2 separate regions of the Arachis hypogaea genome follow, and region 2 is linked to region 1. The links are chromatin contacts, called in public Hi-C maps. All regions are on one chromosome and are shown on one strand. Each heading gives the region's core, a stretch centred on a gene start, on an enhancer-like site or on the middle of the called end of the contact. The rest is flanking DNA. Distances are from core to core; before and after follow the strand shown.

The links. A called contact is a pair of places that touch in the nucleus more often than the background predicts.
Region 2: a Hi-C map of leaf shows a contact between it and region 1, with 3 times the contacts expected there. The contact joins the promoter of LOC112782775 here to the promoter of LOC112784255 in region 1. A contact is called at or near these places in 2 of 8 Hi-C or Micro-C datasets (both in leaf).

Annotation. Positions count from the first base shown.
Region 1 is chr20:109,209,158-109,215,643 of arahy.Tifrunner.gnm2.J5K5, forward strand. It overlaps LOC112784255 (cellulose synthase A catalytic subunit 6 [UDP-forming]), which reads right to left and starts at 4,822. Exons shown (of 14, transcript XM_025827411.2): 1 at 3,747-4,822; 2 at 2,797-2,992; 3 at 2,501-2,715; 4 at 2,289-2,391; 5 at 2,012-2,195; 6 at 1,447-1,713; 7 at 958-1,303; 8 at 404-541; 9 at 185-310; 10 at 1-72. The coding sequence starts at 3,827.
Region 2 is chr20:109,877,744-109,884,719 of arahy.Tifrunner.gnm2.J5K5, forward strand. LOC112782775 reads right to left here and starts at 2,467. Exons shown (of 4, transcript XR_011879192.1): 1 at 2,007-2,467; 2 at 986-1,213.

The DNA of each region.
Region 1 (6,486 bases), core at 3,572-6,071:
ATTGTTAATATAGTGATCACAATCAACATTCAGAAGATAAGGCGCATTTGAGATAATTGCAGACACCCGGACCTTCAGAAAATATTATCACCACAAAAATGCATGTCAGAAAAGAATTGAGACCAAGAAATCATTAGCTGACTTAGTTAAGCCTGAACCAAAATAAAAGTAACTTGAGGCCTACCAGAGAATTCATTGCCCCTGCCTTTTTGTGGTGATCGAAGCCTGGTCTCTTCTCTCGAGAAACATAAACTAAACGAGGTAACTCATTCCCTTCAATGTCACGAATACCATCTTGACCGAGGAAGACCTGTAAAATTTTATAAAAACAAAGATGTTGAAGTTTCTAATTTAGCATCACAAAAAATGAAAAACCACTTTTGTGAGAAACAGACAGTCTTACTTGAATCATGCCAGGATGATCCCTCACATTATTTCCAGGCCATGGAGTACCATCCTGCATGGTCCATCCATCCTCAGGAACCTTTTGTGCAGTTGCCACCAAACTGTTGATCCTCACCTTAAATTCTTCATAATCTCGCTGTAACATGCAAAAGGGGGAAAATGGCCAATTAATTGCTTAACTTTTTTTCAAACTTATTCATACTGAATTTCACCAAGACACGCGTGCACATAACACTTTTACTTTGTAGTTTCTACAGAAAACCCTTTAATTTTCAATTTGTAAATTGTCTCCTTGATTTTAACAATCACAATTGGGGCAGTCTATAATGTAATATTCCATCCAAACAATTCTTTTAAATAGCAGGGTCAAATGAGAATTGATGCCATACTTTGAGAAAGGAAAAGTCTCAATTTAACAGGTCACACTATATGCAAAATAATTAGGATTAAGGTTCATTACTGGATGTAGCCAATAAATTATGCAGGATAGGAAATCTAATAGCCAACAAATATAAAGTGAAAAAGGTGTAGGCAAAGAAAAAAATTCAAAACCTTCATTGCTCTTCTTTCCCGGACAAATGCTGGATGTACTTTATTTTTTAGATAATCAATCTTCTGGTTGAAATACCATTCTGGGGCACGGGGCTCAATATTATATTTTTTACAAAATGGTACCCATCTCCTGGCAAACTCAGATGTTTCAGAAAGTGCTTCAAAAGTAAGCATGGCAGCACCGTCATCTGAGACATAGCATGCAACTTTATCTACTGGATAATCAACAGCAAGGATAGACAGAACAGTGTTTGCCGTTATCAGAGGAGGTTCTTTCATGGGATCAACTGTACTGACAAAAACATCTACACTCGACAACTCAGATGGTTTCCCTTCTTTTTCATACCTGCATTTGTTTATGAATCATATATTGAGGCAATATACTCCAAAAATTAAGCATCAAAAATAGAATGAGATATCAATATCATGGCGACTATACTAAAACTTAATCAACAAATAAAAAGCAACAGTTGCAGCAGCCTCAATTACCTCAGCGATAAACGATCAAGGTATGTTTCTCGCTGTATTGGGTACCATTTTGGAAACTGATCCATAATCCATGATACGCCAAACCATACCTCACAAATGACTGATGTCAACCACAACCCATATGCATCATTAACTGGATGGAGAATTCTATAATGAAAGAAAAGCCCAAGAACTACAAGACGGAGTATTATAATCATTCTGTATGGGTTTATCTTGCTTGAAGGGATAGGTAACTTCCGAGAAAGCGGCTGCCTGCCTTCATCCATCCTGACAGAACATAACAAGGGAGGAAATGTTTAAAGAAATGCTAAGCAAAACAAAATTATATGGCCAAGATTTAAAAACAAAATTTCTTTGTAGTTAAACTTATGCACAACCCCACCACAATATCTAACAACATAGCAGTCACACAGATCGCTCAGCTAAGAGATATTCATTTATGTTCCAACTACATATGGATTGCCACCATATTATAACAAAGCGATGAAAACTCTTAATTTCACTACAATCAATCAAGCAAAGGAATAATTTAGTAAGGAACAGGAAGTAATAGTATGAGAGTTACATGGGCATATCAGGGTCCTCCAAATCATCACCAAAGTTTCCACCATTGTCGTTCCCTTCATGCTTCACCACCTGAAGTTTGTCATTCTGCCTTTTCTTCCACTCTTCCATTTTATCCTTCCAAGCCACACTTCCATACCCATACACTGCAATATCTTTCTTTGGAACCATTGGTCTTGGTTGCACTGAGACAACAGAAGCACCATAGTCACAACATGAACAGCTATATGAAAATGAAATGTAAAAAAAGCACAATGAAGCAGTAGCCCAGGACATACATGGATTAAACGGATCAGTGTAAGGAATGGGATGAACTCTGTTTCCATTATTCATATATGGAGGAACAATTAGAGCATGTCGATCGGAAGATATTTCTGAATCCTATAAAGAATAAAAGCAGTATTATATGCAGATTTTAGTTTAGTACTAATGTGCAAATTGAATTCAAGTAAAATCTAAAAATCATCAAAAGGATAATTTGCAAATGCACCTCTTCCCCATATGTCAAAAGTGGGATCTCAGAATTGAGAGGAGCTGAGTCATGTTCAAAATTTGCAGGGTTGCCAGCAATATTAGAATTAGCATAATGTCCGGAAGACACTGCATCCGAAGTGGTTCCAAAGGCATCATGATGCCCATACTCAAACTCATTGTCTAAATCATCAATATCATCCTCGTCTTCATCACCTTCAACCCTGGGACTACCTGTAATTCATTGATTAATTAGTATTCGGCACAGTAAAACTAAGTTGTCAAGGAGAGATAATAACATAGCAACAATTTCACCTTTGATGCGTTTGTATCTGGTTTTACACTGTGGACATGCTTGATTCCCTTCTCGTCTCTCGTACTCATAGCAAGGCCGACAAACGGGGAATGCACACTCATTGCACGCAACAAACGGCTCCCCGTCCTCTGTGATTTCTATCTCATCCCCACATATCTGACATTTCTGTCCACTCAATTCTTGGACAGACTTAATCTGATAAGAACAAATGCAGACAAAAAAGGTGTAATTAGCTTTGAGTTCTTCAGTTGTGCAATATTTTAGAAAATTGAAAGATCCATTCCTATTGGCATCTTAGTATCTACATTAAACTAATAATTCCCATGAATGTTTAAACATTTTTGTGAATGTGACACGATCTAAGAGTCCAACTTTGCCACAAACCAATCTAATCTGATTTTAAACCCCAGGAGAACCCACAATCCTGAACTCCCAATACCAGAAACTCAAAAGCAAATTGGTTTATGACCAACAATTTAGGGGGTTAAACAAGAATAGGAATTCAATACTTGAAACAATTATCAAGGTTAGCTCCTAGCTACCAAAACGGAACGGGACCCTTATCCTCAACCAATGAATGAAGGCATAGAGACAAAAATGGCCAAGGTTAGCACAGAACCTCATCAAAACTAAGCGTTTTGTCAGAAGTACACGTTGCCATTGATTCATCGAAGAAAACCCAAACGCGAAATCATGTACTTCATATCCCACCGACAGTTTAGAAGAACAGAATAATAAAACAAAGCAAACAATAATATATGTAAAATCTGCGTTTATAGCCAAAGAATTAGAAGAAAAATACGCAGAGATTAGTTGCATAAAAAGTTATCAAACCCTATTATTGAAGCAGCCAACAAACCCAGAAGAGAACAAAAAAAGAATGCTTTATTGAGATGGAAATGAGAAAGAACAGATGAAAAATTAAATGCAATTGAATGGGAGAGCTTACTCTTGCATTCTCATCGGCATTGATGAGGACGAACTCGTTCCTGTTGTGGGAACCAGCAACGAGTCTACCACCAGTGTGCATCACTATTACCAGTCAATGTTGTTTAGATCAACACCAAAATCACCCAATGCTGCTATCAATACAGGCTCTGAGAGAAGATCCTAGAAGACACGCATACATGAAAACCAAAATGGACTATTTCTCCGTTCGATGCAAGTAACTCTGGAGGTTAAGACGAAAAAAGTAACATAAATGAGCGAAAGAAAGGCAAGGCTTTTGGAGTTGGTGTGTGAGTGTACTTTGATTCCTTGAGAAGCCAAGTTCCCTCTTGAAGCTGTAACCAGGCTGTTCGCAATCTATGCCAGAGAGAGAAAGAGAGATAGAAGGAAAAAGAAAAGAAAGAAATAAAGAGGAGTAAAACAAAGTATAGATAGTGTTTATGTGGAAGGTTGCGAATACGCGTAAATGCGTAATAGAGAAGGTATAGAGAGAGAGGGAGAGAGAAATAGAGATCGAGAATATTATAAAAGGGGAAGAGGAAACAAAAAAAAAAAAACAAGAAAATTAGAGAGTGTGTATGTGAGTGATGTAAGGTGGGGCCCGGGCGATGGTGGTGGCGCTGGGCTGTATCGCCCCACCGGAGTTGGGTGAAAACCTTTCTACTACAGATCAAATTAATTATGTCTTCCCCTTTGAGAGGTATGAAATGTAAAAGAGTGAGTGGGTTTAGAGAGAGAGAGAGAGAGGGAGTTGGAATTAAAGGGAAAGGAAGATAGTGGGAAGTATGTTCTGCTCCCGCGGCGTAGATTCATGGCCTTTCAAATATTGTGAAAATTACCTTCACTCCCTCCATCTCACGCGCCTTCTATACATGAACATTTCATTACTACTTCACAATTCAGAAACCAATAGGATAGGGGAGGCGATAGATAGGTGTGCGGACCACAGCTGGACTCTGTTGACTGTGCCTCTGTGCTTTGCCTTTACTACTACTATATTATTCATTATTCATTCATTAATCGCCCAATGTGATTAGCTCCCTTTCTGCTTTCCAGATCTGCAGCTTCATATCTACTAGTTGAAACTCTTTTAAACCACGCATCATTATTAAGGCTGCGTTTGTTTCTAAAAACAGGATAGGAAAAGATACTGATGATAGATAAAAATATAAAATTTTGGTATTTTTATATTTTATTTAGTGATAAACTAAAACAAATTATAAAAATTTAATTTATTCTCATTTTTTTCATTCAAAAAATTTGAGATGAAAAATATAACAATAAAAATATAATTATAAAAAATTAATAAGAATAATGAAAGAAAAAATAAAAAATAAGTTGTGTTCCTTGTTAGTGTCTCTGTATTCTTCCTGTCAGGATGGACACAAATACACTAATTCAGTGTCTCTGGACACATTGTCTTTGTCCATGTCTTCTCTGTCAAACACGATTTTGTGTCTCAGTGTCCCTGTTTTAGTGTCCTATCTCTGTAAACAAACGCAGCCTAATAGATCATTCTCGAATTAATATAATTAGATAGAACTTGTGATTAAAAGATGAGATGAGAGAGGGAGAGAGAGAGGGGGTGGAAAACACAGGGAGGGGTAGAATTAGGCAATTTCGTAAAGATCCGAGGGTTTGGAATCGAGAAGAGTACTGTAGATTGGAAAACGAATCGTTCTCTATCTTTGTAGATCATCTTCCTGAAGACATATCAAAGAGCTAGCTGTACCACTTGTTCAACTAGACTGGCGAATAAATGATATTTATCTCTCACGAAAACAAAAAAATGGTAATATGTACATTTTTGCGTTCATCCGGTATACAACGAAGGGTGGAGCCACAAAAGCTATTGTGGAGATGAATAGAATGAGGTTACGAGAAAAGGTTGTTTCAGTAGGAGAAGCGAGGTATAGACGAACAAATGAAGTGGAGAATGTTAAGAGGCATGAAGTGGAGGGCGATGGCCGGAAAATTGCTCATCATCAATCTCAACATGAGGAGGGTCTGAAGGTTTCAGGGAAGAGTATCGAAGAGCGTAGGAGACAGGCAGAAGCAGGGAAAAAAGAAGATCCACATGGCAACGGGTGGACGAAGAAGATGGAGGTTCCTGTGGCAAAGGAGAATCTTGAATGGCTACAGAGGAGTCTAATAGGCGGAACTACAAAGGCTATTGACAATAGATCCTTGAAGACTATAATTAGAAAGAACTTCCCTCAGGTTGTACAAGTACGAGAACTTGGAGCCTACAAAGCACTCATGACCTTTGACAGCGTTTTGAGTGCAGAAGAAGTCTACACGTTCAAAATGAATAATTTGCTGCAACTTTTTCATAACGTCTAGAGATGGGATGAGGAGGAACGTAGTGAAACTCGAAGGGTATGATTAGAGTGCTTTGGGGTCCCTCTGCACACGTGGTCAGCAGAGACGTTCAAGATAATAGGAAGCCATTGGGGAGAAGTTATTGGATGCGACGAAGCTACGGAATCATGCCTGTCGTTCAGTGTGGGACGGGTACAAATCGATACTTGTATTATGGACACAATTAAAGAGTGGATTCACATCACAATTGGAACTAGTGGATTCGACGTCCTAGTTAAAGAGGTGGGGCAGGAGAGTTATGGTCGGGAATGTAAGCTTCGAGAGGTAGACAATTCTTGTCCCCTAAAATCATGCGAGAATTTGGTTGCTAGCAGTTCGAGCACCATAGTTCCGGTGGCAAGCAGGGATCCGGTGGTTGA
Region 2 (6,976 bases), core at 1,217-3,716, 670 kb after region 1:
AACTCAAAATTCCCAATATAAATAAACTAACTAATAATTGTCACTTTGGGCTCAAATTTTGTGTATTGAGGGATCCATGTTATGTCAGCTAAGTTTCCTGGAAGCTATTTTATTCTTCTAGGGGCTTGCCAACCTAACTGGTTAATACTGCTGAAACAACTTAATTGGGTCAATAACTTTAGTTTGCTGAAACAAGGTATTTTGTTTTTCAAATTATATTTATTGTGTTTAACATTTGAATATCTGTTCGTTAATATAGGTGCTTGCCAACAAGAACGTGCACCTAAAGATACTCATTGATCAACTGCGTGATCTTCTCTCTGATATATCAACGTGGCAAAGTCCTTATTCAACCTGAAGATTAGGATGAACTCTTAAATTTGAGGATAGTATCATAAAATGAAAACCTGAGTTCAGAGTACAGTAAATGGTAATTATGCCTCTTGATATTCTAACACTTGAAGTTGCATAGTTGATCACAAAAGGAATCTTTTCCTTCCCTAAGATTATTGTTTAATGTGAGTTTACGATTAGAATTTTTTTTACTTAACTATTATCAAAGAATTAAGTCATTGTATTGTTATGACAAGAATTGTATTTGTTACCTTACTTTTTTTTTATATAGGTTTAAGATTGCTGCCTATTATTTTCAGGTCCAATTTGAAAATTGCCATATTCATTTATTTGATTTTGAGAAATATTTGATTAAGGGATGGGAAAGTGTGGCTGAGGCTTGTGTACTAGTGGCAAATCTATCTCCCTGAACTGTGAGATAACTTCTATGACAAATAAATTGTGTAAATCAACAATAAACACCAGACCACACTAACAGCAGCTCTCAATTGATAAACCCAATCAAAGAACAATCAGCATTTAGTTATGGATTTCAATAAACACCAGACCACACTAAACAGAACCAAGAAATCAGTAAACAGAGCATAAAAGGAAGAAGAAGAACTGAAGAAGTGAAAGCAGGGCCACTAACCTTCGACGGAGAGAAGGATGGCGAGCGGTGACCCGATGGCGAGCTGCTCCAAGCCTCGAACAGAGAAGTCAGGGAGGATGGGGACGACGTGCAGAGCTACAAAAGAGAGCCTGGGTTCAGGACACGGGGAAGGAGGAAGAAGCGGAGGCCGACAACACGGACGGCGGCGGCACGGCAGCAGAACGGTTGAGGAGGAACTAGGGTTTTGATTTGGTACCAATTTGAACACTGCTACAGTCAAAGGGGGGTTTGAAGAATTCAGTTTCGTATAATTTGAAGAATTTATAAAACGGTTTTACCGGTTGAACCACGGTTAGACCGGTTGAACCTGTGAACTAATAAACCAGTGACTAGAACGGATTGATAACCGGTCCGGTTTTCAGAACCTTGAAGAAAACAAAATCAACAATCAAGTTTTCAACTTAACAAAAGTACTAATCATCAAAACTAAAAAAATCAGCAACAATTCCCATAATCAGCAACATCATTTCAATACCATAATCAGAAAATCAGCAACAATTCCCATAATCCTGATTTCTGAATCAAAATACACATCAGCAACAAAAATAAAATTGAATCCATAGTTGGGAGCCACTCAAGAAGCACCACAAGATTGATGCATCTTGAAACCAACAAATACTGTAATGGCTTTATAGATCCTTGAAGTTACTGGGCAAGGTCACCAAATTTGGCATAGATACAAAATGTAGAACTTTTACCTCAAATTGGAATGTTGATCATTATTTCCCTCTGATCATTCTAGCTTGGCATAATCATCAACTACCAAAGTATCTAACAGAGGAAAATGTTCAATATCATGAACAAAATAAAATGGTTCCAAGTCACAGCAAACAAAATTCAAAATCCAATTAACAAAAATCATGAACAAAATTAAGTAATTAACCAAACTAAATGATTCCTAGTGACAGAAGATAAGATATAATATAACATCACAAAGGTGATGAACATTGTAATTAAGACACAAAAAGTAACTAGAATATGAAATCAGAAATTTCAGAACCTGTAATCACAAGAATTAGGACACGGTGACGGAGGCACGGTGAACACAGAGAGCGCGCTCCAGCGCTCCAACAGAGGGGACGACGTCAAGCTCCTGCGACGGCGCCGAGCTTCCACAGGCGACGGGGCTGCGGGGTTGAGCTTCCACAGGCGATGATTCCTAATACCACCACGGTCAGTTCCGCCCGGCGGCGACAGCACCGTCCACTCGTTCGGCGATGAGACCTAGCGACGCGAGGAGATGGGATCCAGGAGAAGAGGATCGGCGACGGCGAGGCTGGACGCTGGCTGAGGAGACGAGTTTGTCGGCGACGACGGCGCTGGGCACTGGGCGGTGGCTCCTGGCCTCCTGCTGCTGTTGGCTGGGAGAGAGAAAGAAAAAGGGGCCAGGGTTCCGTGGGTGGAGAGAGAGAGGGGGCTGGGTTCCGTGGACTTGTGTGCGAGTGAGGGGAGGGTTTATATATTTTTTTTATTTTTTTCATTTTTTAAAAATAAATAACCGGAAAAAAACCGTTCGGTTCAAACGGTTTACCGGTTAATCGCCGGTTCAATCGATTTTTTATAGGTTTTTTGTTAGACGGTTTTTTGCTTCAACCGAATCGGTTAGTTGACCGGTTCTCGATTAACCCGGTTGATTTGTCTGATTCGGTTCGGTTTTCAAAACAATGGTTTTTTTGGTAGAACATTATGTGTGTCATTTAGGTGCATCTTGATCTATTTTAGTTATAAATTTTGATGTTTGAAATTATTTATGAAATTTTATTGATAAATTATGTATAATTTATTATGTAAAATGTTTAATTTTATTAGTTTATAAATTATTAAATTTAAATATTTAAAATTATATATTGAATTTTTAATAATTTTATTTAATATTTAATTAAACAGTTTAAACCCCGGTTGAACCTAGGTCGAATTATTGAACCAGTCACTTTACCAATTCATTGACCGGTTCGGTTCTCGCAACCTTGTTCACGAATGAAGGTGGCACGGGTTGGATTTTCTTTTCTTTTAAAAAAAAAACTCAAAACAGTGTCATTTATTCTGAACCGGCCAGTTCAGCGGTTTTTGAACGGTTCACAAAAGGACGGTTATAAACAAAAGATTGGACTGTTTTATCATCGGTTCCCGGTTGGACCAATTCGACTGACTAGTCCGGTCCGATTTTCAGAACATTGATTAGGAGTAATAAACATGAAGGATACACCACTAAATCTGAAATTATACATAAAAGCAACATTTACATAACGAAATGAAATATCTCAAGTGCATAACATCATTGACACACTAAAATTTAAAATCATGAAGAGTAGTACAATGAGCGTGACATAGCAGATAAAATGTATCAAACTATGAAAATCTCAAATATGGATATAACATGTCACATAGCTTATGAACATTACCCAAATAGGTAAACAAGGAATCAACCTTCAATCCACTTATTCAAACAACAAAACTAGAAATCAAGAGATCAAGGAATAATAAGAATAAGGAACCATTAGTGTAAGTAGTAACCATGATCTCACTAAAACAATACTCCACACAATAAACTAATTTTGCAAAGCACATGTAGTTAAGGCATTTCATCAAACACATCATGAGCAAGTAAATAAAATGAAACGCTTACCGTAGCCATTCAAAAACTACTAAAACTGAACAACGAATTCTCGAGAGTCCAATAGCTCAAAACTCAAAAGCTGGAGTTTAACAATAGACCAAAATATACATTGATTTTAAGTCAAAAATACTTTGAGAGGGAGCCAAAGACTTTTTATACCAAATTGGAAGATAGAAATAAAAAATATTTATGAAAATGGTTCCAGTTCCAAAAGTATTTACTTACACTTCCTTAATTATTATACAAATTAAAAAATAAAATATTTCAAAATATCACTATCTTTCATAAAGAGAAATTAATGTCACTTAAATAAATAGAAAAGAGGTACAATGAGTTTAGTCAAATTTCAGTGGCAATCAATATAAATTGCCATTTAAAAAAATCATTTTTGAGGCAGGAAGGGATGAAATACAATGCTCATCCTTTAATTTGGAAGTTAAAAATTTTCATGCTAAGTATACCTACCTATCATCACTAATTTCAAGCTCCCTTGATTTTCCCTTAGAAAAGTCCAAGAGACAGTGGTCATGGTCAGTCTTGGCTGGTGGTGCACAAATCCCCACACCTTCGTACAGCTGTACCAGCAAGTGCACTGGGTCGTCCAAGTAATACCTGAACGAGTTAGGGTCGATCCCAGGAGGATTGTGGCTTGAAGCAAGCTATGGTTATCTTGCAGGTCTTAGTCAGGTGGATAGAAGAATTGGATTTGGAAGATGGAATTATAAAGATAATCTCAAAACCTAGATGAATATCTGTGATGGATGAGGCTTGGAGTTGATTTGTCTTTCTGAATTAACTTCGGTATTACTGCTCTCTTTGCTTGTGAGTGATTTCTTCAATGGCAGGCTGTATGTGATTGACACTGGTTTGAGCAGCTGCCAATACTCCTCCAGATCTGAACCCCAGGTTTAGTGCGGGTCTATTCTGATTGAGGGTGAAGCTTCTGCAGTTCATTCTCCTTGATGATCCTACTCAAAACGCCACAGACAAGGTCAAATCTTCCGGATCTGAGGATGCTGCACCTTAGGTTCTAGCCTCTACCACAAAGGCCCTAATCTCCTCGTAAATCGGCTGAACTGATGTCTCAAGAAGTCCCCAACGAAGTCGTGCATTAGCCGTCTGAGAGACGTGTATTCAAGCTGGTGGTTCATCATTGTCCGATGAAAGACGCACTCTGAACCCATGTAGAATGTGATAACCTTATGCCAGTTCAACGCATTCGTATTGATGAAGAACGAATATACATCTTAGAATTAATCAAATACGGATCGAAGAGAAACAGTAATATTTTTATTCATTCATAGGATTTAGCAGGGCTCCTCCCCTCAATCTAGGAGGTTTAGAAACTCATGCTGAAGAGAAAAATACTATGGAAAAATGTGAATAATGCTGAATGGTGTATGATGTCTCTGAAAATCATGTAAAATACACTTTAAATACTAAATAGATGACTAGTAAAGGTACAACAGTCTATTTAGTGCTAAAATTCACTTCTAGGGCCCACTTGGTGAGTGTTTGGACTGAGCTTTGATGAGATCCACGTGCTATGAGGTTTCTTGGGCGTGGTACGCCAGCTAGGGGGTCCTCTTTGGGCCTTTGGACGCTGGGCTCTGCTCTTTGGGCGCTGGACGCTTGGAAGGGGGCAGGAAGCTGGTGTTGGACGCCGATTTTGGGCCTTCTAATCCAAAGCAAAGTATGAACTATTATATATTGCTGGAAAGCTCTGGAAGTCAGCTTTCCATAGCTGTTGAGAGCGCTCCATTTGAACTTCTATCTCTCCAGAAAAGCTCTTCCGAATGCAGGCAGGTCAGATCTAGACAACATCTGCAGTGCTTTCTCTGTCTCTAAATCAGACTTCTACTCCAGCTCCTCAATTTCAGCCAAAAATTACTTGAAATTGTCCAAAACACAAAAACTCAGTGGAATCCAAAAATGTGAATTTAACACTAAAACCTATAAAAACTAAATAAAAACTAAACAAAAACTACTAAAAACTATATGAAAGTGATGCCAAAAAGCAGATAAAATATCTGCTCATCACAACACCAAACTTAAACCATTGCTTATCCTCAAACAACTAAAAACACAGTAGGATAGAAAAGAAAATTAAGATACAATAAATTTATAAGTTTTAAATGAAGCTTAGTTACAATCAGATGAGCGGGACTTAGTAGCTTTTTGCCTCTGAATAGTTTTGGCATCTCACTATCCATTGAAACTCAGAGATGTTGGCATCTTTAGGAACTTAGAATCTGGATGATATTATTGACTCTCTTAGTTAAGCTTATTTTGATTCTTGAACACAGCTTTCTGAGTCTTGGCCGTGACCCTAAGCACTCTGTTTTTCAACATTACCACCGGATACATTCATGCTACAGACACTTTAACTAGGTGAACCTTTTCAGATTGTGACTCAGCTTTGCTAAAGTCCCCAAATAAAGGTGTCCAGAGTTCTTAAGCACACTCTTTTTGCTTTGGACCATGACTTTAATCGCTCAGTCTCAAGCTTTTCACTTGACACCTTCACGTCACAAGCACATGGTTAGGGACAGCTTGGTTTAGCCGCTTAGGCCAGGATTTTATTCCTTTGGGCCCTCCTAACCACTGATGCTCAAAGCCTTGCGCTCTTTTACCCTTGCCTTTTAGTTTATAGGGTTATTGGCTTTTTCTACTTGCTTTTTAATTTTTTTTTTATTTTTTGCCACTTTTTTTTCGCATGCAAGCTTTTTCTTTTTCTGTTTGCTGCTTTTTCTTGCTTCAAGAATCAATTTATAGAATTTTCAGATCACCAATAATACTTTTCCTTTTTTCTTATTCTTTCAAGAGCCAACATTTATAAATTTCAACTTCAAATATGCACTGTTTATTTCATACATTCAGAAAATAAAAGCAGATGACACCACATCAAACTAATTAAACTAATCTTATTTTAAACTTGAAATTCATGCATCTCTCAATTCTTTTCAATAAAAATTTTTATTTAAGCAAGGTGAGAGATATATGGAACATTTTACAACTTAAAGACATCAATGCAAATGATCATGCAACTAGAGTAAGAAAACAGAAAATAAAATAGACAGAAAACAGAAAAATAATAGACAAGGAGATAAAGAGAATAAATCCACCTGGATGATGATGGCTACTACTCCTCCTTGAGGATCCAATGTAATGCTTGATCTCTTCTATGTCACTCCTTTGTCTCTGTTGAGGCGGCTGCACAAGTTTATGTGCATGCTCTCTAGTTTACTCCATCCTCTTCTTGTATACTTAAGAGTGGTAGAAGTCACAAAGCAAAGCTTTTGCAACATCAAACTTAAGAGTTTTGCTCATCCTCGAGCAAATATGATCAATGG